Regions from separate parts of the Macaca mulatta genome. Here region 2 is linked to region 1. The links are chromatin contacts, called in public Hi-C maps. All regions are on one chromosome and are shown on one strand. Each heading gives the region's core, a stretch centred on a gene start, on an enhancer-like site or on the middle of the called end of the contact. The rest is flanking DNA. Distances are from core to core; before and after follow the strand shown.

The links. A called contact is a pair of places that touch in the nucleus more often than the background predicts.
Region 2: a Hi-C map of CD4 T cells shows a contact between it and region 1, with 2.8 times the contacts expected there. The contact joins the promoter of TIMM10B here to the promoter of TPP1 in region 1. A contact is called at or near these places in 4 of 14 Hi-C or Micro-C datasets (CD4 T cells, blood, fetal cortex germinal zone and 1 more).

What each region holds. Positions count from the first base shown.
Region 1 is chr14:59,161,390-59,167,133 of T2T-MMU8v2.0, reverse strand. It overlaps TPP1 (tripeptidyl peptidase 1), which reads right to left and starts at 2,212. Exons shown (of 13, transcript XM_001108748.5): 1 at 2,164-2,212; 2 at 1,976-2,047; 3 at 1,556-1,695; 4 at 400-550; 5 at 75-202. The coding sequence starts at 2,207. DCHS1 (dachsous cadherin-related 1) reads right to left here. Exons shown (of 22, transcript XM_077963587.1): 22 at 4,106-5,744. The coding sequence ends at 4,556.
Region 2 is chr14:59,303,237-59,308,888 of T2T-MMU8v2.0, reverse strand. It overlaps TIMM10B (translocase of inner mitochondrial membrane 10B), which reads left to right and starts at 4,264. Exons shown (of 4, transcript XR_013404052.1): 1 at 4,264-4,428; 2 at 4,520-4,615; 3 at 4,807-5,051; 4 at 5,599-5,652. ARFIP2 (ADP ribosylation factor interacting protein 2) reads right to left here and starts at 4,105. Exons shown (of 8, transcript XM_015114974.3): 1 at 3,996-4,105; 2 at 3,083-3,183; 3 at 2,735-2,831; 4 at 1,907-2,025; 5 at 1,505-1,726; 6 at 807-964; 7 at 484-658; 8 at 1-37. The coding sequence starts at 3,181.

The DNA.
Region 1 (5,744 bases), core at 963-3,462:
TCTCCAAAGGCATCTAAACTTCCCCAGCCCCTGGATCTGTCTGCCCCAACCCTCATTCACCCCATAGGTGTTACCAAAGTCCACATGGGGGGCCAAGGCCTGTGGAAGCTGGTAGGGACGTGGGGACCTTACAACATGGGTCTCTGTAGGTCCTCCCACATAGTGATGAAACTCAGCCCCAGGGAGTAGCAGCTCTGCTTGCCTGGAGGTCAGAAAACAGAGGTCAGAAAGCTCAAAACAGAACAGAAGAAGCTGCCTCTGAGCATCCCTGGGCAGTCAGTCACTGTCTCCCCATGCATCAGCTCCCACCCACAAGCCCCAGCAAGCTCTCAGCTCCCTCCCATCCATCTCACTGAGGGGATGACTGGTGCCCTCCATGGAGAAATCATTTCCTCTCACCGGATGCTCAGCCAGCAAGTCAGAAAGTCCTGTGTGATCACAGAATGGCACTTCTGGGCTCCGGCTGCCAAGAGCCATTTTTGCACCGTGTGGAGGGTCAGTGGGGATGGCCTCACCAGATCAGCCACATTCTCTAGGGTCAAGTATTTTCCTGCAGGGATTCAGAAGCGGCACTTGCCCTCATTCGTTGCTTTCCCAAACTCCCCGTTTTGGACCTCGACTATGAGACATCAGGACTTCCCAAAGCCTGGATCAGGGTAAAGGAGGGTTGTGCGTGCAGGTGTAGGTTGTACTTGGGGAGCAGAAGAAGAAAAGGCTGGAGAGACTTGAAATGCCATGGCCAAGAATATGGATTTACCCTAAAGGCCAGTAAGTTGCAAATGTCACACCACAGCATGTATTGCCATGATCATGAAAATCAATGAGATTAATACATATAAATTTTCCATTTTAATCTTAAGCTTATGTCCAGTAAATGTTTTCAAATCTCTTGGCACTAGTTATCCAGTTTAGCTCAAATTTGCATACTTGTTGATTTTAAGCTTAACACGATGGTGAGTCACTGTTTCCTGCCATGCATACTAGTGTCACACTGCCCTGTCCCCAGCCTCTGCAGTTCACATGTGCACACTCCCCCTGCTGTGAAGGGCTTTAACCAGGAGAAGGAACCAATCCATTCTGACTGTTGGAGAGACTTTTGAAGCAGAGTGGGGGAGTACAGTGAGGGGTGGGGTGGAGGGAGGAGACTGCAGATCAGCTGGGGAGCTGGGCAGTAGTCCAGGAGTGGGAATAAATGAGTTGGTAGTAACAAAGGACAGCAAGAAGTAAACTAATCCAAAGGCTCTTTGGGAGTTAGAACTGGCAGCCTTAGTATGTGAACAGAAGAAATTAGAATGGATTCAAGGGTAGGGGAAGGAACTTAAGTTGTACTAGATGCTATTTTCCCGTTTGCCTGGTAGCTAGTAAGTAGCAGAGTCAGAATTTGAGTTCATGTTTGATCATAAAGCCTATATGCTGAACCACATCCCCTTTTAGGTTTCTAGCCTGAGGAACACAAGTGTCTTGTCAGGCCCTGACATGATCACCATCCCATGCCCAACCCAGCCCTGTGTCCCTCCACTGCATCCCACATCCTGTCCTCAGTCCCAAAAGGCACCGTATTGAGGAGAGTTGGGATCCGACACAGCCTGCACCAGCTCCGAGAGTCTTTCCAGGTTCTGCTGTCTCAAGGCAAAGGTGAGACTCAGCTCTTCCTCAGGGTCCGCACGGCCCAAGGACACCCAGCCTGGGGGCAGCCTGTAGGGTCAGGGGTCAGGGACATGGCTTTGGTTAGGGTAGAGATGAAAAATATTGGTCATGGAAGGTTCCAGATTAGGAGCTGAGACCTTGGGTAGGATCCTAGGAGCAGATACAGATCACATGAGGTGAATGACAGGGGACTGAGCCTAGGAACCTAGAGATGAAACTATGGAGTGTGTACTAGGAGCTGGCATGGGGGTGAGAGAAGCTAGGACCAGGACAGTGAGAGGCAGAACAGGGTATGGGGAACGGGGTGGTCTGTGCTAAGTCAACTCACGTTCTCCGCTGGTCGGGCTCCGGGCTGTAACTGCATTTGCCAGAGAGGATGAGGGCAAAGAGCCCTAGGAGGCTGTAAGGGCAGCAGGTGGGTTTCAGTGGGAGCTACATTGTCCTTGTGTTCCCACCCTCCCAATGTATGCTCCCCCCAACGTGATCCCTTTCTCCCCAGCCCTCTCAATTTCTCACCAGGCTTGGAGTCCCATTCTGCCCTTCCGCAGATCTGCTGTCATGTGACAGATCACATGAACCCTATAGTCCACCACCAACCCTCTGCCTAGTAACTAGTGACGGTGCTGGCTCCTCCCTTGCGTGGGTGGTCCTGAATGCTAGGCAAGGGTGGTGCCGCCACTCGGATTCTCCCCTCTGGCCAGTCAAGCGCTGAGTAAGCCCAGTGCTCCCCACCTGCAGCCTGAGCTTGGTCCCCTGGGAGTCACCACAAGTGAGTAGGCTCTAGAGACCCACAGACCGGGGTTCTTCCTAGCTATATGATATCAGCAAAATAACCTCTCAGAGCCTAGGTTTCTGCATTTACAATATGGAGACTTACATAAAAGTGATCTGCCTTGAAAATATTGCAGTGAAAAAATTTTTTCCTCCTTTATCCTCTATGTCTCCATATTATCAATTTTGTGTTCATTTTAGGACTACATTTATGAACAGAGTAGAGCTTTTGCAAGATCAGGATCCTTTTATTCAAATCCGTTTCCAGTTTTAAGTAGCTTCCCAGGAGATCTAAAATCAGCTGGGGTCCTGTTTATTACGGGTCCCAAGGTTTTCAAGGAAATCAACTTTGTTCCAAGAGCCACGGAGGAATCTTGCATCTTGTTTAGTGGGCTCAGGTGACTAAAATGGAAACAGACCTTTGCTTCTTTCTAATGGTAACTCAAAGCCCACAAGGTCTGAGTTTACTGCTTCGAATTGGGGTCATTACAAGAAGATTTTCAATGAGAGTTAAAACCCTGAGGATTCAGTTCCCTTCCAGTCTTCTTAAGTATTTTTTTCCCCAAAAAATCCATATGGAAGATGGTGTCAGCAGTGTCATTTTAACTTCTAAAACCATTAATCCTATACTCATGTAAAATCCCTTGTTCTGACCTCAATACTTTTTAGATAGATCCCTCTACTCTTGCTGTTTTCCTACAGGCCACTGACATCCATAACCTATAGATCATATTCCCACGCTGAAGATTACGGCACTTCACTTTTCTCTCCATCCCAATTCCTGCGATCATTTGACCTAGATGATCAAATTATCTAGGTAAAAGACCCATTCAACACCCTAACCTTCCATTTCTTCATCTCATTAAACCCAAGGAGCATTACCTTCACTTCACTGAAGCAAACCAGTCCCATGGCTACACTTGGGCTTGCTATCTCTCAAAACTGCTCTACCTTTGAAATTATAATTATAGAATCCTTTCTTAGACTATAACCTTCTGTTTTTTCAAGCTATTGTTTTTCCTTACTCCTATTAATCTGACTTCCTCCTGTCCATTGATCCCTCCAGTTTCCCACTAAGCTTGGATCCTAGAGCTGTATTTACTAGCATCATGCTCAGAAACATTTCTCTTTGACCACTTTATTTTTTTTTTCTAATTTCCTCAGTCCCATGAACTTCTCAAATATTGGCCAATCGCCTTTCCCTCACAGCCTGGCTCCCCCAAAGAATGGTCTACACCAGTGGTTCCCAAATCCCTTTGTATGACTGTGAAAATTTACACTGAGATGAAGCAAGACAGCCACCTGCAGAAAGCCTGACATGACAAAGGCTCAACAAATTGAGCTATTATTACAATGTGGATATTTAGTGGCCCCAAGAAAAACAAATAAACCCCTTGACTGCTCTTGTACCCACCCCGACTTATTTTAAAAAAAGAATTTCGGGCCTAGAGCTGGTCATCCCCAAGATCCCCTTTCACACCCAACTGATCCCTCTCAAGGCCCTGCTGGCCTCTTGCCCATATTAGAAGGAAAAGATTAGCTGCAGAGAGATGTGATCATCAGCCTCAGGCTAGGCTCCTGAGCTCCCAGTGCCATCCCCACCCCACCACCCCTCTGTGCCTCCTGAGGTATCCACAATACTCTGCCAGGTGTCTTCCAGTCATCCCTATAGAACAAAGCTGGAGACTGGATACAAATTGCAGTTTATTAAGGCTCCAGAGTGAGAATTGGCACTTGGTTCTGGGCAGGGGCAGGGGCAGGGGCGTCAGTGGAACCCAAAGGAGCTGGGTCCAAACATGTTGGAGGGACCTCCTCCATCCCCCTACCCCCAATAAATAAAGTCTCAGCTCCATCTCAGGGTGCTGGTGCAGGGCAGGGAGCCCTCACTGAGAACCCAGGGCTGCTACCTCCTTCATATTTCTCCCCACATTGGATCTGGTCACAGGTCAGTGACCAACAGGACTTCTATGGTCCTAGTGCTCTGAGGGGGCTGGGGAGTTCAGGGTGGAGAGCTGGGGCCTGGTGGTGGCCTCCCCGTAGCCAGTCATAGTACGAGGCTGCCCAGGGCAGGCTCAGAGTGGGACCTGCATTGGGGACACTATGCGCATCCCAGGTCGGGGCCCAGCCTGGGCCACAGCTAGATGTGCAGCTCCGTGTCATCAGGTGGCTCCAGGCCAGACTCTGTGCTGAGTGCTGAGGCTGAGGGACCCTGGGCCACCCCAAATGGTGAGACAACGGGTGAGCGAGCAGCCAGAGGAGACAGAGAGGGTGAGAAGCTGGGGGACATGGCAGCTGAGGACAGGGAGCCTTCATGGCTGATGGGCGAGCGGTGCGGAGCTGGTGGGAAGATGGCCCGGGCTGCAGCTGTGTTTGCTGGCTTGGGGGGCACAGACTTGGCTCCTGGGTGGGCCACGGCAGTGATGAGGGGTGGTGGGTCGATACGGGGAGCTGGGGGACATGGCCGAGCTTCATCCTTGAGCCGAGCGATCTCTGTGAAGACACTGGCCAGTGGTTGGAACTGAGGGCACCAGCTCAGCAGGTAGTCCCAGTTATAGCTGCCACGGAGCTCCTCCTCGCCGGCCACAATGGCTGTCAGTGCACCTGCCACACATGGCTTGCCATCTGCTGGGAAGCCATAGTCCCCAGTGGGTGCAGGGCTCAGGCCACAGCCCCCCAGGAAGGCTGTGGCAGTGGCTGGGGGCCCCTCCTCTCGGTAGAGAGTGGCTCCTGCACCTGGCAGCAGCAGCCCTGCCTTTCGGCCCTTATACCAGGTGTCAGGGGCAGGTGGCTCACAGGATGTGTCACTCAGTCCATCTGCATCCTGCTGGATGCCTGAGTCAGGGCCACGGGCAGCCAGAGAGGAGGCCACACTGGCCACACGGGGGAACTCATTGATCATGCGGATCTCATCATCCTCTGCAGCCTCTGCTGAGCCTCGGCCACTTGAATGTGAAGGGTCCAAGGAGCCACCACGGGGGTAGGGTCCTCCAGCTCCTGGCCCACCATAGCTGGGAAGAGTCTGGTGATAGAGGTGCTCAGAGGGTGGTGGACTAGGTGGCTCCCGGCCCACTTTCTGCAGTGAGCCACTGGCTAGGGGTGCTGCCTGTGACATTGGGCCAGGGGCTGCCTCAGCCTTGCGGCCACGGGCCCGAACAAGTCCTAGGACAAGGGCTGCCAGTGCAAGCACCACCACAACTCCCAAGGAGGCTGCTACAGCCCCTACTAATAGCAGGTTGAGGTCAGGTGCCAGGCCCAGTGCGGTGTGGGTGATATCCACAGTCACAGGCACTGTGGCACTCCGGGAACCAGGCAGAGGCCCCCGTGCT
Region 2 (5,652 bases), core at 3,015-5,514, 140 kb before region 1:
TGTGGAAGAGCAGCAGCTGCTTGTGCATCACCTTGATCTGGAGGTCCAGCAGGGTCAGCTAAGACTGGACTCAGGCGCCCTTTTTGAGGGTCTATGAGCCTGAGCCCAGGCACAGACCGGGGGCACAAGGACTCTGCTCTGATGGTGCTTTTGGGCTAGGGGCTGAACTCTACCCAGGGAGTCAGAGAAGGGTCAGTCTGATGGAAGAGACCTCACTGGATTTGTTGGGCCTAAGGTTTTGGTATCCCAGCTCAGGGGGAGATTTTTCCCAGTTATGTTCCTGGGACCAGCAGCCAAATCCTCCAATGGGAAAGGGCCAGGAATTGGAGGGAGGGTGATCTGGAAAGGCCCAGGGGTTGAGGGGGTAACATTCTACTCCCTAGCTAGGCTGCATTTTGTCATTCAATAATGGGGAGGGTCTGAGGGGAAGGTTAGTGTCACAGATGAAAAGGTGGGCTAGGGTCAAGGGGGTGGGGTAGGCACCTTGTTTTCTTCCAGGAACTTGAGCTTGATGGCCACATCTCCCCGCAGCTTCTCATACTTGTCCCGATGGGCCTGGAAAGTGGCCTGGGCACTCTCGAGTCGACCACGTGTCCCTGCATCCCGGGGGCCTAGGCTCAGCTCCTCTAAGTCTGTTCGGTAGGCATCATATTCCAGCCTGGGAAGGGGGTGATAAAGGCTGGTCTCCACCCGTTTATCCTCAAGACATACTCTCCTTTCCTTCCTGAATTCTTATGTCCCTAATGCCCAAATTTCAACCCATGCCAGCCAACTCCCCAAACCCTAAGCCCTGCCAGTGCCCACACCTGGCAGCCTCATACTGTTTCACAGTCATGAGCGTGTCTTCCATGGTCTTGGTGACCAGTGTGTTGATGCTAGAGACAAAGAAGTTCACAGCTCCTAGCAGTGTTTCCCCATTCTTGCATAGCAGTTTCTGTGTTTCTGCATTGTAGCCAAACTCCTCCTGAGGGCAGAAGGGAGGAACAGACCTTGAATACTACTACCTACCTGACTGGAGCTGTAGAGCCCTTCATTCCCCTCCTCCCTGGGGAGGAAACAGCCAGCAAAACTGGAAGAACCAAGGACTGCCTCCAGCAAAGCTCTGTTAGCTAAAAAGTCAGTGGGGTCACCCTGGGGATACCTGGGGTAGGAATGTGGGTGGTGGGCATTCTTGGATAAGTTCACAAGACTGGAACAGTCTAAGAGCTAGTGTGGCAAGCAGGGCAGGGGCTCTGATTAGGCTGAGCACTGAAGGCATTCTCCCCAATGCAGAGAGGGGTTATTTGTGAAGCACCTAGTGTGCCCCCTCCCCCACCCCCTCCAACTTCTGGACCTCTGTACAAACCCTTAGGCTGCCTCCACAGGTGAGTGCTGCTGGGGGTAGGGCTGGGCCCACCCTGAAGGGGTTCTCCCTGTGGGCTGCAGGAGGGAGGGAGGATGACGAATGACTGCCTGGGAGGGCCCATGCCCAGTTCCCCCACCCTCTTTGGTCTGGGTGAGGCACCTGAAGCTCTGGGGACTTCTGGCTGAGGTCAGCAAAGGCATCACCTAGTGCATGCTGGGTCTGCAGCAGGCTGTAGAGGTGGGCTGTCAGTGCCCGGCCCAGCTGCAGGACACTCTCATACTTGCGCTTCGTCTCACGCAGCAACTCAATCTGCAGCTCTAGCTCCAGGTCCACAGTCCGTGAGCCTCGACCAAATCGTTCTGATAACAGTTGCTTTGTGCACTGATTGGGAAACGGGGCAATAGATCAGAGACCCTAATAGCCTCCCGACACAACAGGTATCTACCCCAACGCCACCCAGGCTCCTACTCTCAGCCACAGATGGGATATTACGATCATGAGGAAAGGGGAAAAAGGTACCCATAACGAGTTTTGGGGAAGTGAGAGGTGCTCAAATCCTACCTTATAGGTGTTGATGCCCCATTTCTTGACGATGTCAAACTTTTCTCCAGCAATGCCCCGAGCCACCTCATCTCCAGGGCCAGCAGGAGTGGTGCTGTGAGATGGATGGCGGCCAGACCCTAAAGGATCAAGTTCTCTGACACCAGCCTCTCTCAGATACACCAGACACCTCTGTGGCCCCACCCATGCTTCTCTCCCAGCACATGAAATTGACTTCCCTGAAGGAGATGCTAGAGACAACTGGATTCTCCTGTTTACTAGGAGGAACTCGGACCTTGCACAGTGATAACCAAATCCTGATATACATATGGCCTCCTTGGAGGCCAGAGGAGGGGTTTGCAGGGAGTTGTTGGTGTATAGGGGCAGAGGAAACAGAAGAAAATACACTGAGTTTGGGGGCAGCAGGAGTCAAGGATGGTGGGTCATGATAACAAGAAACCTGGTTGCATTCCCATGTGGAATCTTAGTGTGAGATTCAGGGCTGTTTGTTCCTCTAAACTTTAGAATCTAAAAATTCTGAAAAGCCTCACAAAGTTCCAACTCAGCCTCAAGCTGTAGAGCGGGGGCATTCCTGTGAAGTAGGTCTTAACTTGACTCAGGTGGTGGCAGGGAAAGGACGAATGAGCCATTTCAGGGGCCAAGTGGCAAAAGGGAAATGGATGGACAATGCTGGGAGTTGCTTTTGGGCTGAGGAGAGTCCATGGGATTCCTACAAGCAGAAGTTCCTAAGATCTCCAGACATTATTCAAGCTTTCCTAGACATATCCTATGCTTCCCCAAACCATTCCTGTCCCCTCCTCCACCCAAGCTTCCTGTTTCTGTTCATACCTGTGGGGATGAGTCCATCACCAGAGCCCCCATAGCCACCAGACACAATGCTGGTTTCATTGAGGTTGGGTCCTGACACCATCACTTGCTGGAGGTCCTATAGGCCAGAGAAGAGGGGTTGCTTCAGGAACATAGGGACTGCAGAAGCATTTTGGAGGTGGGAACAAGTTTGGATTCAAGCATCATAAAGACACTACACAAGGGAAGTCTGCACAGAATCAAAATGATATGTAAAATTAAGGGAGTCAGATAAGTTCAGGGGAAGGCTACTGGAATGGAGGGTGAGAACCCAGGATTTATAAATTGGATTCCTAAATTGAAACAATTAGAAGAATCAAACAGAAGCACCTGCTCCAGCCCATCATCTTCAGGAAGCTGCCTGGCTTCACCGTTCCCGTGGATAGGGATCTCCATTGTGGCTGCCTTCCCTAGGATCCCGTCCGTCATGGCTAGGAAAGGTATTGGAGTAAAACTCTCCACCCCAGCACCCTGCAAAGCCCAACACAGAAGTTCTGGGCACTGGCCAGCACTCTAGAAGAAGGAAGCCTCCTCTGTCATTTCTTTAAAGGCTGTCCCAGGGTTTGAGTGTCCCAGCGTTTGGTCATCATTCCTTTCTTCAGGTATATGTATTTCTCCCCTCCAAAATGCACATTTGTACACAGGCACACCAAAGCACGGTGTCTTCTCACAAGCCCCCAACCTCACCAGGCCTCTGGTGATTATTCTACACTCATTCAGTCATTCAGCAGACATTTAGTGAGTGCCTACTCTGTGTCAGGTACTATTTGTGACAATGAAAATACAACAGTGAAGAGGGAAAGTAGCTCTCTTAGAACTTATCTCCATGCAGGCGTGTTTATGCTGAGCAGGAGATGGACCCTTTCCAGGGCTCAGGTCTTCACCCCCCATTCAGGTTTGTTCTCCATTGCTTGGCCTTTCTCACTCCTTTAGTGTTTCTTCCCCCTTCCTTCAGGGGGTCTCCCCTCCTACGTCTCATACAACTCCTCTTCCTTGGGCCCTCCCCACCAGGCCTTAGTTAGATCAGTTGGTGTATGTTCCCAGTCTCTGGCAAAAGCCTGTCTTTACCAGGATATCGGTGATCCCTTCCACAGTCAGTCTCCCAGGTATGTGAGTCCCCGCCCCCACCCCCATACACCTGGACATCAGGTGTGTCCTCATTCTTCCCCAGGGCTCGGGGCATCTTGCCCTCTGGACAGGTTTGTGCGTTCAACTTCCCGTCGCCCAAGCATGTCCCTCTCACCTCGGGCCGGGCCGCTCTTCCCCTCAGGGCGCCAGGCCCGGGCCGCGCGGGGACCTCGGGCTCCAGTTCCCGTCGCGATCCTAGCAGCAGGTCAGGGACTCGGCGGAAGTGACGTCCTCTCCGGGCAGAAGAAGCCGGCCACGTCGCAGATTATAAGGGCGGAAGTGACGTCGAAGCCGGGGCAGGGCGATACTCTAGCTTGGTTCTCGAGAGCAGCGAGAGGTTACTTCCGGGGCGGCACCGAGAAGCTGAAAAGGAAGTGGCGTAGAGCATGCGCCGGTGGCGTGATGGAGCAGCAGCAGCAGCAACAGCAACTGAGAAACGTGAGTGAGAACTAAGTCGTTTCGGGGCCAGACGTTCAGCTCGCATTCCTGCACACATCGCGGAAACCCCATAGAGCCAGGGATCTGAGGGCTGGAAACTTCGGGTTATGGTGCGCGGGCCTGGGAAACTTTGGGCTGCGCGACCTTGAGTAGAAGTGTGGGGCACATATCGCTGAGTTCGTGGTCCCGGTTTTCTCCCAGCTGCGTGACTTCCTGTTGGTCTACAATCGGATGACAGAACTCTGCTTCCAGCGTTGTGTGCCCAGCTTGCACCACCGAGCTCTGGACGCTGAGGAGGTGGGGAACTGTGTAAGGAGGTTACGCTGCAAACAGAGTTTAGCGGTAGACTGCTTCCCTCCTCACCCCACTTCCCCTACCTCTGGTCCTGGCCTTCCCAGACCCTCACCCCTAGGCTGTGCATGGGGAAGGAAGGAGGCGGGCCCGACAGGACACCTTTGTCCTCCGCTTAAACCCTATCTTCCTTCTAGGAGGCCTGTCTGCACAGCTGTGCTGGGAAGCTGATCCATTCCAACCACCGCCTCATGGCCGCTTACGTGCAGCTCATGCCTGCCCTGGTACAGCGCCGCATCGCAGACTACGAGGCTGTCTCGGCTGTGCCAGGCGTTGCTGCTGAGCAGCCTGGGGTCTCTCCATCAGGCAGCTAGCCATCTCCAACCCCAGGAGGGAAGGCCCTGGATGGACCCTCAGATTGAAGGACCCAGTGGACCTTAGGGTTGGTGAATCCTAAACGGAGAGAATTCGAGGTCGCCTGAAAACTGGCTGTCCTTGCTCCTTTTCCTGGAGCCAATATACTCGCTTTTTACTCTGTTTGATTTATATTCTGGGCAAGGAAGCTTTGCATACTTTATTGGCATAATCCTTTGTTCTGTCATTTAGCCATATCTGCTGGCTTCAGCCCTGGCAGCTGATAAGTTGTCTTCTATATGTAGAAGGAAAACCTGAGTATTTGCAGGCATCTGGTTAAAGCAGGGTCTGTGTGTACAATTTTAAAATGAGTAATATGTCAGGCTTTATCTTAGTTTACAACAAAACTACAAGTAAGCGGTATTAGCCTCACTAAATAGATGAGGAAGCAAGATTCCAGAATGTACCAGAAGGCCATTTGATACAAAAGGAGATTGGTTCCTGCCCAGATGACAGAAAATGGGAGCTCTGTCTAGTTGTCCTTAAGTCTGACTGACTTCAATGGCTTATAACCGTGAACCAAGTATTTGTTGGTTCATAACTGTTGTTTTGTGAACTATGTCTTATATGTCTAGAATTCTGCTGGATCTAGGGAAAGGAGAAGCTGTCGAAGTACAACGGATCAAAAA